Linked DNA regions of Rattus norvegicus: region 1 is linked to region 2. A link is a contact called in public Hi-C data. All regions are on one chromosome and are shown on one strand. The core of a region is the stretch at or near the end of the contact, and the rest is flanking DNA. Distances in the headings are between cores, read along the strand shown.

What was found. A called contact is a pair of places that touch in the nucleus more often than the background predicts.
Region 1: a Hi-C map of kidney shows a contact between it and region 2, with 2.4 times the contacts expected there. The contact joins the promoter of Dusp5 here to the promoter of Smndc1 in region 2.

Annotation. Positions count from the first base shown.
Region 1 is chr1:262,542,179-262,545,056 of GRCr8, reverse strand. It overlaps Dusp5 (dual specificity phosphatase 5), which reads right to left and starts at 1,283. Exons shown (of 4, transcript NM_133578.2): 1 at 731-1,283. The coding sequence starts at 1,109. It overlaps LOC134485250 (a long non-coding RNA gene), which reads left to right and starts at 1,457. Exons shown (of 3, transcript XR_010063299.1): 1 at 1,457-2,878.
Region 2 is chr1:262,404,720-262,407,419 of GRCr8, reverse strand. Smndc1 (survival motor neuron domain containing 1) reads left to right here and starts at 1,316. Exons shown (of 6, transcript NM_001035234.2): 1 at 1,316-1,506; 2 at 2,467-2,586. The coding sequence starts at 2,467.

The DNA.
Region 1 (2,878 bases), core at 34-2,533, 140 kb before region 2:
TCCTCGTATCTTACAGCCCCCGTGGCACCTCTCCTAACTAGGCTGGCCTGTTGGTAGTCTTGGTAGTCTCTCGGAGGCAGCCCCAGGGATAATCCCCTGCTGGGGAAGAGGGGGATGAAAGGAGAGGGAAAGCAGTCAGCTCCCAAATTAAGCTTGAGAACGGCCTAGATGGGGGAGGAGGAGGAGGCTGGAGGCTAACAATAAAAAGCAATAAAGGGAGAGGAAGGGGAGGGACTTGCCAGGGTCAAAAAGGCAAGAGGCCCACCAAGACACAGCCTAACGCACTCTAATTGTCTAGGCGGGAATAAAGGGGACGCCGCGGCGCCACTCTCCTGGGTGAGGGTCTCGACCTGTTTGATCACGCCAGATCTGTACAGAAAGGTTCCGACCCGCCCCCCACACTCCCGCGGTCTGCAAACGGCGCCAGAGACCAGCATGAGCTCTGGGCCCCCGGAACGGCTAGGGAGCATCGCCCGCAGCACCTTCTCAGCCCACCCAGACCAGAGGACAGAGAGGATGCCAGAGCTTTCGAGGAAAGGCGGGTGGGGAGAAGGAAGCCCTGGGAGCTGACGTTTGCAAAGACCTCCCAAGCGCACGTCAAACCCCGGGTGCACACTCCCGCAAGTGGTGACTTTCTCCGGTGCAGAGTTCCTAGGCAGGAAGGTAACCCTGGGGCCCCGGTGTCCCTGCACAGGGTGGCAAGGGGCAGCCTGCTCCCGAACAAGCTCACCTTTAAGGAAGTAGACCCGCGGGCCGGCGGGCAGACAGGCCAGCAGCGAGGTGAGGACGACGCGCGCGGCACTCTCCTCCCGCAGCTTCTGCCAGTGGCGGCTGCCCTGGTCCAGCACGACCACCGCCGCCACGCCGCCGCCGCCCTCCTGCAGCAGCCGAGCGCGGGCCGCCTCGTCGGGCAGCACGTAGCGCGCAGACACCGCGCCGCCCCGGGCCCGCCGCAGCACCACGGAGTTGAGGTTGACGTTGAGCGAGCCGCGCACGCTCGACGCGGCGAAGGCCAGGTAGGGCCGGCAATCGAGCACCACGCAGCGCGCCTCCGCCTCCTTGCGGAGCATCTTGCGCAGCCGGCGCCCGTCGAGCGACGTGACCTTCATGCCGGCCCGACGCTGCGCTCACCACAGCTGCCAGAGGACGGGCGGCCCAGGGCCGGCGGGCCACCTCGCGGGGGCTGTGGCCTGCAAACGGAGCCCGGCGCGAGGGGCCGCGCGACGCTCTCCACGCCCCGCTCGCTCAGCACCCGGCCCCGCCACTCGCTGCCCCGGAAAGCTGGGGATTCCGCCGGCAGCGCTGCGTTTTATGTGAATGAGTGCGCGTCCTGTGACGTGAGTGCCCATATAAGGCCAAATATGGGTGTTTCCCCGCCCCTCTGCCCTGGCCACGCCCCTGGGCGGGGCGTGCGGGCACCCGCCTCCACCCGGGGAGCAGGCTCGAGCGAGGGCGTCTTAGTCAGAGCGAGAAAAAGGAAGTGGCGGGCGCCCGCTGTCTCTCTCGGGGGCCCCGCGCGGAGAGAGACTCACTGACACATCACCCGGGACTACCGGTGGGGTGTCAGGAACGCCACCAGGGCGAGGTGACCCACGCCATGCGGGAAGAGGAGGAAGCAAATTCGGTTAGAACCTGACCGGGGCCGCGCCGTGGAGCCCCTTGGGCCTCCGGGTGAATCCCGGATTCCGGTCGCTCGCTGTTGTGTCTGAACTTGTAAGGAGATAGCATCTGAGATGAGCCGAGATGCGGCGTGGCTTGGTCATCTTGATGCTGGAGGCTTCTAACATGCTACCCCCGCTTTTGCTATCTTTTAATTTTCCGTGATAAAAGTTCCTGAGAGTAAAAAGGAGGAGTTGTGAATGGGTGAGACAGAGACTTCAAGTGGATTCTGCCTCGGATGGATTGACGGCCCCCTTTTGTCTCTCTCCAAAGATAGGGACAGTATACCACCAGAGCTTCATAGTGAATGCTGCCTCAGAGCAAAACACACACACACACACACACACACACACACACACACACACACACACACACACACACACAGGAGCAATGCACTGACTCCGGGACTCTGTGGTTCTGGGAAGCCTGTGGGCAACTGTGAGGCTCAGTCCAGTAAACTGTTGTCCAGGTGGCTTCTGGATTTGTGGGATTATGGTGGATAAAGTGTAATCCCAGGCTGTCTGCCCCCACCATTCTCTCTGGAGCTTCGTGCTGCCCGCCCCCATTCCCGGATTCGTCTGCTCTGCGAGTATTTATTGAGGGCTCTGCTAGCTGTCAGGGCACGTGGGATGCAAATGCATTGCTGCCTCCAAGCCCTTTGCCAACTATTTCACTGTTATCTCTTCATGAAGAAAACCCTTGCATCCATTTACAACTCTACAGGGGATGAGACCTTTAGGAGAAAGCAGAAATCTAATTTCTGAGATCAAATCAATCATTCCCAACAGCAGTAATGGCTGGCATTGCTTCTGGGTCATTTCTTCATTCAAGCAGTCAATTCAATCATTATAGACTCTGTAATTCTAGCATTTTCAACATTTTCGAGACTGAGTGGGAAAAAAAGCATCACAAAACTGAGGCCAATCTAAGCAATATAGATCCTGTCTTAAAAAAAAAACCAAGCCATGCAAAGATGTTGCTAGCAGTCTCCACCCTCGCCAGTTTCATTCTGGGGCCTCACAGATAATGCTTAGCACCCACAGGGGCCAGTCTTGTGTTAGGTGCTTGGTGACACCACTGTAAGCAGGACTCTACTCCATCAGCCCAGGGAGGAGGCCTGATCCAGTCTGGGGCCTCTCTAAGTGTCTGTGTCTGCACACCCATGGTGTGTGGGCTGCGGTGGAAGTGGAGGCTAGAGAAAGTTTCTCGGCGAGAGCTG
Region 2 (2,700 bases), core at 67-2,566:
GGCATGGAGATCTTGAGACATAGTGGCCATGAATCCCAGGAGACTAAGGCAAGGAGATCTCTGAGTTCAAGGTCATCTTAGGACAAGTCCCAGATCCAGACGTGGTGGTACACACATTTAGGCTGGGCCACACCTTGCTGGAGACCTACATTAGGACATTGAAAGAAGGAAGATCTGCTGCTCTTCAGCTGGCACCACCGTGTTCACCTTTTTCTCTTCTCATCGAAACAGTCCTTACTCCTTTTAATAGCATTATTTCCTATTCTTGCTGTGATAAAAGACCATGACCAGAGCAGCTTAACGTTTTTATTTTTAGCTTGTGGTTCGGGAGTGAGTCTCTAATGGCAGGGCAGAGGCAGCAGGCCGAGGGCATGAGAGCTGGAGTAATTTGTTGGGAGCTGGAACCAAACTGCAAACACAAAGCGAGAGCTCAAACTACAAGTGGTGTCCAGGGAGTACCTCTAAACCACTCCAAACAGCATTGGAAAGAAGTCTTCAAATGGCCAGGGTGAAGGTAGGCATTTCTCATTAAAATTACGTTACCCTTTTGAGTATTTACGTCAAAAGAACACCACACATTCTGGATAGGTGGTTCTTTCCTGACGGCCATTCAGTGTTACGCTTATATTTCGTTTAAACTGAAAGGCTTGATTATCCTCATAGATGACAAGTTACTTCTTGTTGACCGTTACTTGGCCAAGAGGTCTCACCTAAAGTAAGGTCGTTTTACAATTACGAATGCTTAGGCTGATCACTGGGTAAGTGATCGCGAACTTTTCGTGGTAACTGTTTTTCTTTTGTGGGATATGCTTCATACTTGGGACACCTTGACAACCTCCCTTTCTCTATTTTCTTTCACCACGTGGCTTTTAGCTACCATGGGTGATGCCTACGCACCTGAAATGGTCACCGTTCCCATTCTATGGCTCAATCTATCTTTATTGGCTATATTTATTTTCTACACAACAAAACTTTCCTTCTCTTGACTTCAGGGTCTCGCTATGCAGCCTCAGTCTCAGATCTGCCTGTCTCTGCCTCCCCGTGAGACACAAGGAACGCGCCATCTCTCCCAACCCATTCGCAAATCTCCTTCTCATCGGGAACACCCCACAAGAGAGCTCCAGCCGCTGTTCCCACTACGAGGCGGAACTGACGTAAGACGAACCTGCCTTCTGCTCCTGGCGCAGCGCAGACACGCCACTTCCTGCCCGTTAGACCACACCCACTCCCCCTTCCGAAGCCGCAGTTTGTTCAAGAGGACGGCGTGGGTCACGTGATCGGGGTGCCATTTCGCGAGAGTTTGTACATCTCGCGGGATCTCGCTCGCCTTGTCTTTTCTTCCTGCCTGAGCCCGGCTTTTCTCCCCTCCCCCCTCGCCGGCGGATTTTTTCCTTTTCCGACCGAATCTCGTCGTGGTGGAAATTTCCCCTGCTGTAGCTGTCCCTGCCGCCGCTCGGCTCGCTTCCCCGACCCCTGCCCGCTGTCCCATCCCCAGTCCCACCCAAGGTAACGAGCCTCTGAAGGAGGGTCAGGCCTAGTCGGGCCTCAGGGCTGGAGTTGAGGCGGAGGCCTCAGCAGGGCCCGGCTCGGGCAGTGTGGGGAGCCAGCGGCTCTCGCACCCCCAGTGGGTGGCCGAAGCGGCGAACGTGGCCGTCCTGGGGAACCTGTCGGGTGGGGGAGACGCCCGCGCCGTTCCGACGAGGTCCTCTGTGAGGGTGCGGGGCTCGGCGGTTTCCATGGAAGCTGAGGTTTCCTGGTCCGAAATGATGGACGGAATGATGGCGGGCTCTGGGGTGCTGTCTGACTGGGAGGAGGGCTGGCTTGTCTAACCCCTCAGACTGGAAGGCTCGGCCGGGATTCCAGGCTTCCGGTGGGCCGGAATGTTCCGGAGGTGGTCCTCGGAGGACCCGTATGTTTAGTCTGCGTACACTTTACGGGACTTGTCGGTTCCCGAGGACGCCGAGCTGTGTTTGGCAAAAGGCAGGTTGCTAAGATGACCTCTGTGTGAAGAGTTTGCCTCCTGAGGAACTACGAACACCTTTAGTGGGATTGTAGAGAGAGGAGTTTGTGTGCTTAACTGAAGACGTTTTGTCTGTGTTAGTTTTCCTGATTTTGACTTTCTCAACTTTTAAGAAGTGTGTTGCAGGCTTTATTGTCCGGCCATACACTGCCTTCCCATAATAGTTAAAGGAAAAGCAGTTTTCTTTTTCTCCTTTTTTTTTTTTTTTTTACTAGCATGATTTTTGGGGGATCTTTTTTTGTATAGAATGTACCAGACATGTTTGCAGTCTTCAGAATTTATTGCCTTGAAGTCTGTGGATTGGCTAAAGCGGAATAAAGTAAAGATGATGGTGACGACTAAAACCACCTCAGTGTTGTAGCAAGAGTGGTTGAATTAGGTGGGTCAGACAAAGATTTTTGTAATTTGGTACTTGACTCGCCTTAATGGGCCTTCATTTTCCTCAGATGTCAGAGGATCTAGCAAAACAGTTGGCCAGCTACAAAGCTCAACTCCAGCAAGTAGAAGCTGCTCTATCGGGAAATGGAGAAAATGAAGATCTGCTGAAACTGAAGAAGGATTTGCAAGTAAGTATAGGTGGACAGTTGTAGTTAATGTTATTTGAAAAGAATATTTGTCTTTTTCAAATTACGCATTCAAAATTCATAGGCACTCAAAGCATCTGTAAGGAAGGTGCTCCC